2 separate regions of the Gossypium arboreum genome follow, and region 1 is linked to region 2. The links are chromatin contacts, called in public Hi-C maps. All regions are on one chromosome and are shown on one strand. Each heading gives the region's core, a stretch centred on a gene start, on an enhancer-like site or on the middle of the called end of the contact. The rest is flanking DNA. Distances are from core to core; before and after follow the strand shown. Region 1 holds the start of LOC108475491 (MLP-like protein 423). Region 2 holds the start of LOC108474724.

Evidence for each region. Hi-C and Micro-C count contacts between places; a contact is called where the count stands out from the background.
Region 1: a contact with region 2 is called in a Hi-C map of leaf, with 5 times the contacts expected there. The contact joins the promoter of LOC108475491 here to the promoter of LOC108474724 in region 2. A contact is called at or near these places in 2 of 5 Hi-C or Micro-C datasets (both in leaf).

The regions. Positions count from the first base shown.
Region 1 is chr3:13,749,381-13,752,493 of ASM2569848v2, reverse strand. It overlaps LOC108475491 (MLP-like protein 423), which reads right to left and starts at 1,803. Exons shown (of 2, transcript XM_017777462.2): 1 at 1,523-1,803; 2 at 887-1,390. The coding sequence starts at 1,709. The coding sequence ends at 1,116. It overlaps LOC108475603 (WAT1-related protein At1g70260-like), which reads left to right. Exons shown (of 7, transcript XM_017777583.2): 6 at 1-151; 7 at 226-1,386. The coding sequence ends at 385.
Region 2 is chr3:13,519,183-13,522,328 of ASM2569848v2, reverse strand. It overlaps LOC108474724, which reads right to left and starts at 1,304. Exons shown (of 2, transcript XM_017776729.2): 1 at 399-1,304. The coding sequence starts at 1,060. The region is part of intron 2 of LOC128290269 (a long non-coding RNA gene); the gene reads right to left.

The DNA of each region.
Region 1 (3,113 bases), core at 554-3,053, 230 kb before region 2:
GAGTATTTGGGAGTATTATCCGTAGCAACGTTCATTTAGCATGTACGAGAATGAAAGGCCCTTTTTATGTGCCTATGTTCAAGCCCTTTGGGGTAGTCTTTGCAACAGTTTTCGGAACCTCTTTCTTTACAAACAGTCTTCATTATGGAAGGTAATTAAAATCTTTCTCCCTTTTCTCTTACCTTTCAAATCTTTATATGTTGTTGACACAAAAAGGTTGTACAGTGTGATAGGTACAATAATAATAGGAACGGGATATTATGCTGTGATGTTTGGACAAATCAGGGAAGAGGAACTTCGTAAAGAGCGTGAAGTTGGAACAGTGGGTGATATTTCAGACCTCAAGGCCCCTCTGTTGCAGGAAAACGAAGATGCCCAAGTCTAGAGCCAGGCCAAGCAACCTCTACAACTATTATTGAATTAAAAAATCAAGTGGAAAGTGTCCCTTTTTTTCTGTCAAAAAAAAGAAGGATTCAACAGCAAGAGGCCTGGCCTGTCAAACCAGAAGGTGCTGTGATTTTGTAGAAGCCCCTTCTATTACATGTACATACATTTGATAGGATGGCCTTTCACTGTAAAATGTAAATCTTCTTGCTGTGTTTTCCCCCCTACTTGTTGGAGGTTCGAGGACAGATTCTTAAGTTTTAAATGACTCTGTCATATGTGGTTTCTGTGTGAATAAAAAACAGTGAAAAAAATGACAAAAATCGTATATGTTGTATTTATGTATTGGAGTGTTTAAAACAGCTATGGTGTTTGTTTGAAGGTTTCTTTAATTTGTTTACTTGCTCATGTAATTATCTCTTGTTTGCTGCATTTTTTTTCCTTTTACCTTTTTGAATCCAGAGCGCAACATAAGTTCACAGACAAGACAATATAGAGGAAATTAAGAAAACCCATGGCAATACATAAATTAATATTGAAAATACAAAGCAACAGGATTACTTTGCAGCAAGAAGTCACCACTCAACAAGATGAACTAATTAAGGATGGATCCTAGACAAATATTCTGAAGTGGGATCCTTGCATGTTATTTTATTACTAATAAAACATGAGAGAATCCATTAAACAGGGCTAGGATCATGCATAGCATGGCATGGCATGGCCTGGCCTCTCTAAGCCTTACCGTGAAGATAGTCATCGATCTCCTTAAAGTTCTTCACTGCAAATTCCTTAATGACGCTTGGATCAGGGATCTCTTCACTTGCCTTCTCAAACTCACAGGACCATTTAACCAAGCTCGACTCTCCCTTGGGAACCACAATGATCTTGCCAATGAAAGTCTTGTAGTATTTCAGGAGATCCCCATCAATGATGCTGTAAACATATTTCTTCTCAGCTTCATCCACTGATTCGATTCTCTCTTTTGATACCTTAACGATTGGAGATCCTACCATGAATCAAACAAAAATGCAAAAAAAAAAAAAAAAAAGAATTTGAAGTCCAACCCTTAGGTACATTTGCATCAATGAATGCCTCGTACTGCATTTAAATTGGCAATTTAAGTTACAGTTTTAGTTACCTTCGGCATAGTTAATAAGACGAACAGATCCAGGGGCCTTGCCATCGCCTTCTAGCACTTGAATGCTCTTGTAATCATGGGACAAGGCTTGAGGGAAAATCGTGGTGGAGTCCCTAATGGTTCCCCACACTTTTTCTGCAGGAGACTTGAGCTCGAAATCCACATGAAGCTGCCCACTGGAAGCCATTGCTGTATTTGCTATTGTCTATATGCTAAAAGGGAGAAAAAGGCAGAAAGATTGTTGACATACACCTCGTAGCATAGATGTGTATATATAGTAGCAGAAGAGATAAGTGGTTTCTAAATGTCGCATTAAATATCTTTGGTACAGCTTCAACTGCCCATCCGGAGGCACAAGCACGCACCTAGCGAGGGAGTTGGTCGGGGCCTATTATTTGTGGCGTTCACTGATGCAATTTCAAAGCTAGTAGGTGAAGCAATAACTAATGGATCGTAGTGTAAAATATGTCATTTCAACGGGTTAACCCAAAAAAGCAATAAAATGTATTTGAAAATATAATTTTCTATTTTAAAACAAAACATGCTAATAAGAATGCAAACATATAATATATTTTATAATTAAAATATTTTATTAATAAAACTGGCTAATGATGAATGCAAGTCTTTTGGATAGACTTTTCTAATAAGCCAATTTTATTAATAAAATTATTTTAGAATATATTTTAATAACATGTTTAAATAGATGAAACAAACCAAACGAACTTTAATACAAAACACGGCTAAACATTTGATAAATTTAAATTAATTATTCAATGTTGTCGGTGGACCATCCTACTAGATTTGATTCAAAGATGAACAAATTAATTACTTGAGGCAATGTATACATTTATTAATCTAACAAGAAAGTAATATATAAGTTATTATTAAAAACAAGGTATAAAAATATATATTATTATTAATGAAACTTTATTATTATTTATTTTAGAATTTTAAGTTTTAAATTTAATTCTCGAAATTATGTATGGATTAATTAATTAATTGAGTTGAATTACTTTTACATAAGCTATCTGTGAAAAATAAAATAGAATAAAATAAATAAAAATAAAGAACACATAAATTTTACGTGGAAACCCTTTCGGGAAAAAAACCACGGGCAGAGGAGAAGAAAATTCACTATGTCGAAAAATTTTTACTCAAATACAAGAGGAATAGACTATGTCTATTTATAGGCTTGCAAAGCCATATTCTAGTAGGATTGAAACACCTTATCCTAATCAATATAAAATAGATGGAGTTTAATAAGGTTTAAAACCTTATTCTAAAATAAAATAAAAGAAGTCTAGTTCTATATGGATTTTACTTTTATTTTATTTTCCATCGTTTTTATTTAAATAAGAATTTGGGTCACTTAATTCTAACAATCTCCACCTTGACACAAATTCTCAATGAACAAGTTCTTCATCGCGAACTTTCAATAAACAAGTTCTTCACCTCTTCCAAAAACCCCTTAAGGGTTTAACTTCAACAATGAACACCAACCAAGTCTAAGCAATGCTCAAACTTGGTTATAGGAAGTGACTTAGTCATCATATCTGCAGGATTTTCATGAGTGCTAATTTTGCTCACAACA
Region 2 (3,146 bases), core at 55-2,554:
TATGCCTCAAATTCTTTTCCATTTTTAGAGCCAAAGAACAGGCCATTGTACAAAGATGTGAAAAAACTGACAAAGGAAAAACTCAACCTGCAATGAGAGCTTATTGACTACAAGAGTAACTTTTTACATAATGGCTTGAACATTACAAATACCACGTTGTCTTTCAATTGGTGGTTAACCTACCAATAATCTTTGACCCTACTATTGTGCAGCCACCATTATCCAAATGAACAACTTAACTTGGACTAAATTGAACACAATAACTAAGACATTTAGGCATAATATGGTTTTAACATTACAAAACATCATGTCATAATTCCGTTCCACTAATATCCACCAAATAAAGAATACAGAAAACTAAAACAAAAGTAGAAGGAAAAACAAATAAAACCCTTTACCTTCTAAGCTCCTTTGTGACGGTCATGTTACAAATATATGGAGAATTCCTGGGAGGTGTAGGTGTAGGAGGAGAAGCGTTAGCACCCCTTTTGTCAAAGCAAACCTCCACTGTTCCAGCCAGCTCCTCAGCTCTCTTCCCACCTTCCTCTCTATAGAACCCAACAAGAGTGACAGCGTGTGGCATCGAAGCTCTCCTCTCAATCAAATACTGTTTCACGAAGAACCTCAACAAAGCCTCGTATTGCAAGGACATGAACATTGATTCAGCGAATGACAAAGCCAACAACCCGACAGTCATATCCATCTCCTCAATCCTCATGACCCGAACCCACAACGACCCAGATTCCAACTCTTGAAGATAAACGAAAGACTCCAAAGCTTTGAACTTTTCAAGCTCTTCATTGGTTAAAACACGGATTCCCCAAAATGATTCATCGAGAAAGGAGTAGTATTGAGCTGGAGTGACGGAGTTGGTGGAGGAAGAAGAAGGGAGACAACACTTGAAATTGTAACGATGGAGTTTGCAGACACAAAGGAGAGGGTTTCTAGATGAAAGAAAGGGTACCCTTTTTATGGGATTAAATTCGGTTTGTAAGCGTGGCTGTTGTTGAGGATCTAAGTAAGGAGACAGATTAAGTGGTGGTGCTGCTGCTATTGCCATAGAAATTGTTTTAACTTATTTGAGATCAAAATCAGTTGATGATGAGATAAATTTGGGAAACATCATCGAATAATTTATCAAGGTAAAATCTGCTAACAGAATGTCTTCCTCTTTTCGTTGGTGGGAATTGTCTTTATTTACGATTTTGTGAACTGACGAAGTGACGGAAGAACACAAATAGAGAGCCAGTTTGATCGGTTGAGGGCAAACCAAATCTAACCATGTTTGTCTCAAGGCACGTGTTGTATTATTCCTCCAATGTGTACTATATATACCTTATCATGGCCGGGCTGGTTCGGGTAAGATCGAAGTTAAAATGTCTGGTTGTTTTTTAAATTCGGCTTAAAAGATAAGTTTAAAATTTTATTCAATTTCAATTCTGATAAGGAATATTAATTTCGAGCTTGACTTGGCATGTATTAAATTTTTTATATAAAATAAATTTTAAAAATATAATATATCATATATATCAAAATATTAAAATAAATATTTTCTAAAAATTGAAAATATATTAAAATGTAATAGCAAAATAACAGCAAAACAATAGGAGAAAAAAAATTAGTCAGGTTCTTACCCAGCTCAAAAAAAATCTTACCCAAAGCTCGGCCCGTTTAGAAAACAGATTTTATTTTTTGTCCAAACTCATTTTTCATACTTACATTTTGCCCAAACCCTCTCACTTTTTGAACGAGCCTTCAGGCCTAGATGGGTGGCCCGACCCATGATCAGGTTTAATGGTAAACAGTATCTTCATTTCTTAAATTTTTTAAGATTATTTGATTCTATTTTATTTTTTACATAATCAACCCTCTCTATAACAATTATTCTCTATTACAACATTTCGTTATAATAATCAAGTTTTTAGTAGAATCAATTTAAATACTTTATTTCACCCTTCTTTAACAAATTTTCATTTATTACAACAACATCCATAGTTGTAGAGTACATTTTATTAAGTTAGTTCTCTATAATAGCTTATTATCTAAAATTTTAAATAAAATTATAGATATTTCATATAAGCAAATCTATTAATTATAATTTATTAATAAAATGATTTTAATTAAAATATTATTTCAATAAAATGTTTAAATTTCACATCAAAAGATTTAGGAAAAACTATATAAATGGTCACCCAAACTATGCCCGCGTTCCTGTTTTGATCACCAACTTTAAAATTTTTCAATTTCGACACTAACGTTTGAATCCGTTCATGTTTTGGTCACTCATCGTTAAATTGATAACAGAAAGCCTTTTTTCTAACCAGTAGAATAACACATTTAATCATCAATACTTACATATCCTATCGATTTGATCCTAATTCTAAATAATTTAATAAATTTAACCCTTCTTAATTAAAAATGCTATTAATCATATTTTATAAGTGGAGTTAAAGATACCGATTCAATAAATTATTAAGTTTCCTAATTAAATATTCTACTATGAATTTGGAATATTATAAACTTACAAATTGATTAATTGAATTTAATAACTCATGTTAATTAATTGAATTTATTAAATTTATGAATTAATAATGTGAAAGAATATAAAATAAAAGGCGCATAAAAGCAATAATGCATACACCTGTTATGCATATTTTAATGTTGTTGATTTGATTCTCGCTTTCTTTCTTTTTGAACACAATTCACACTTTATTTATTTGATGAAAATTCACAATATGACCTCTTCGGTAGGTCTAGAACAACTACCTCTCTATAATGGAAAAAATTTTAATAGACAAATGGGATTCTAGAGACTTCACTACATTTCAAGGCTAATTCTCTCTATTTTTTTAAGGAAATCTTGATATTGATGGATGATGAGGTCTAAGAAAAAAAAAGCTTAACCTATAAAATTATATCTAAACTATGTCATTTTCTTTGGCACCTCAACTCTTTTTCTTTTTTTGTCACAAGTGATACATAAACTTTTTTTTAAGCTGATATCCCGTTAGTTAAACCATTAAGTCTATTAAAAAAACTCAACCCACAATTTAGTAAACTGTTTTTTTTTTTGTCACAAGTGATACTTAAATTATTTTTGCATTACTTATTGTAACACCCCAAACCCGAGACCATCGCCGGTGTCG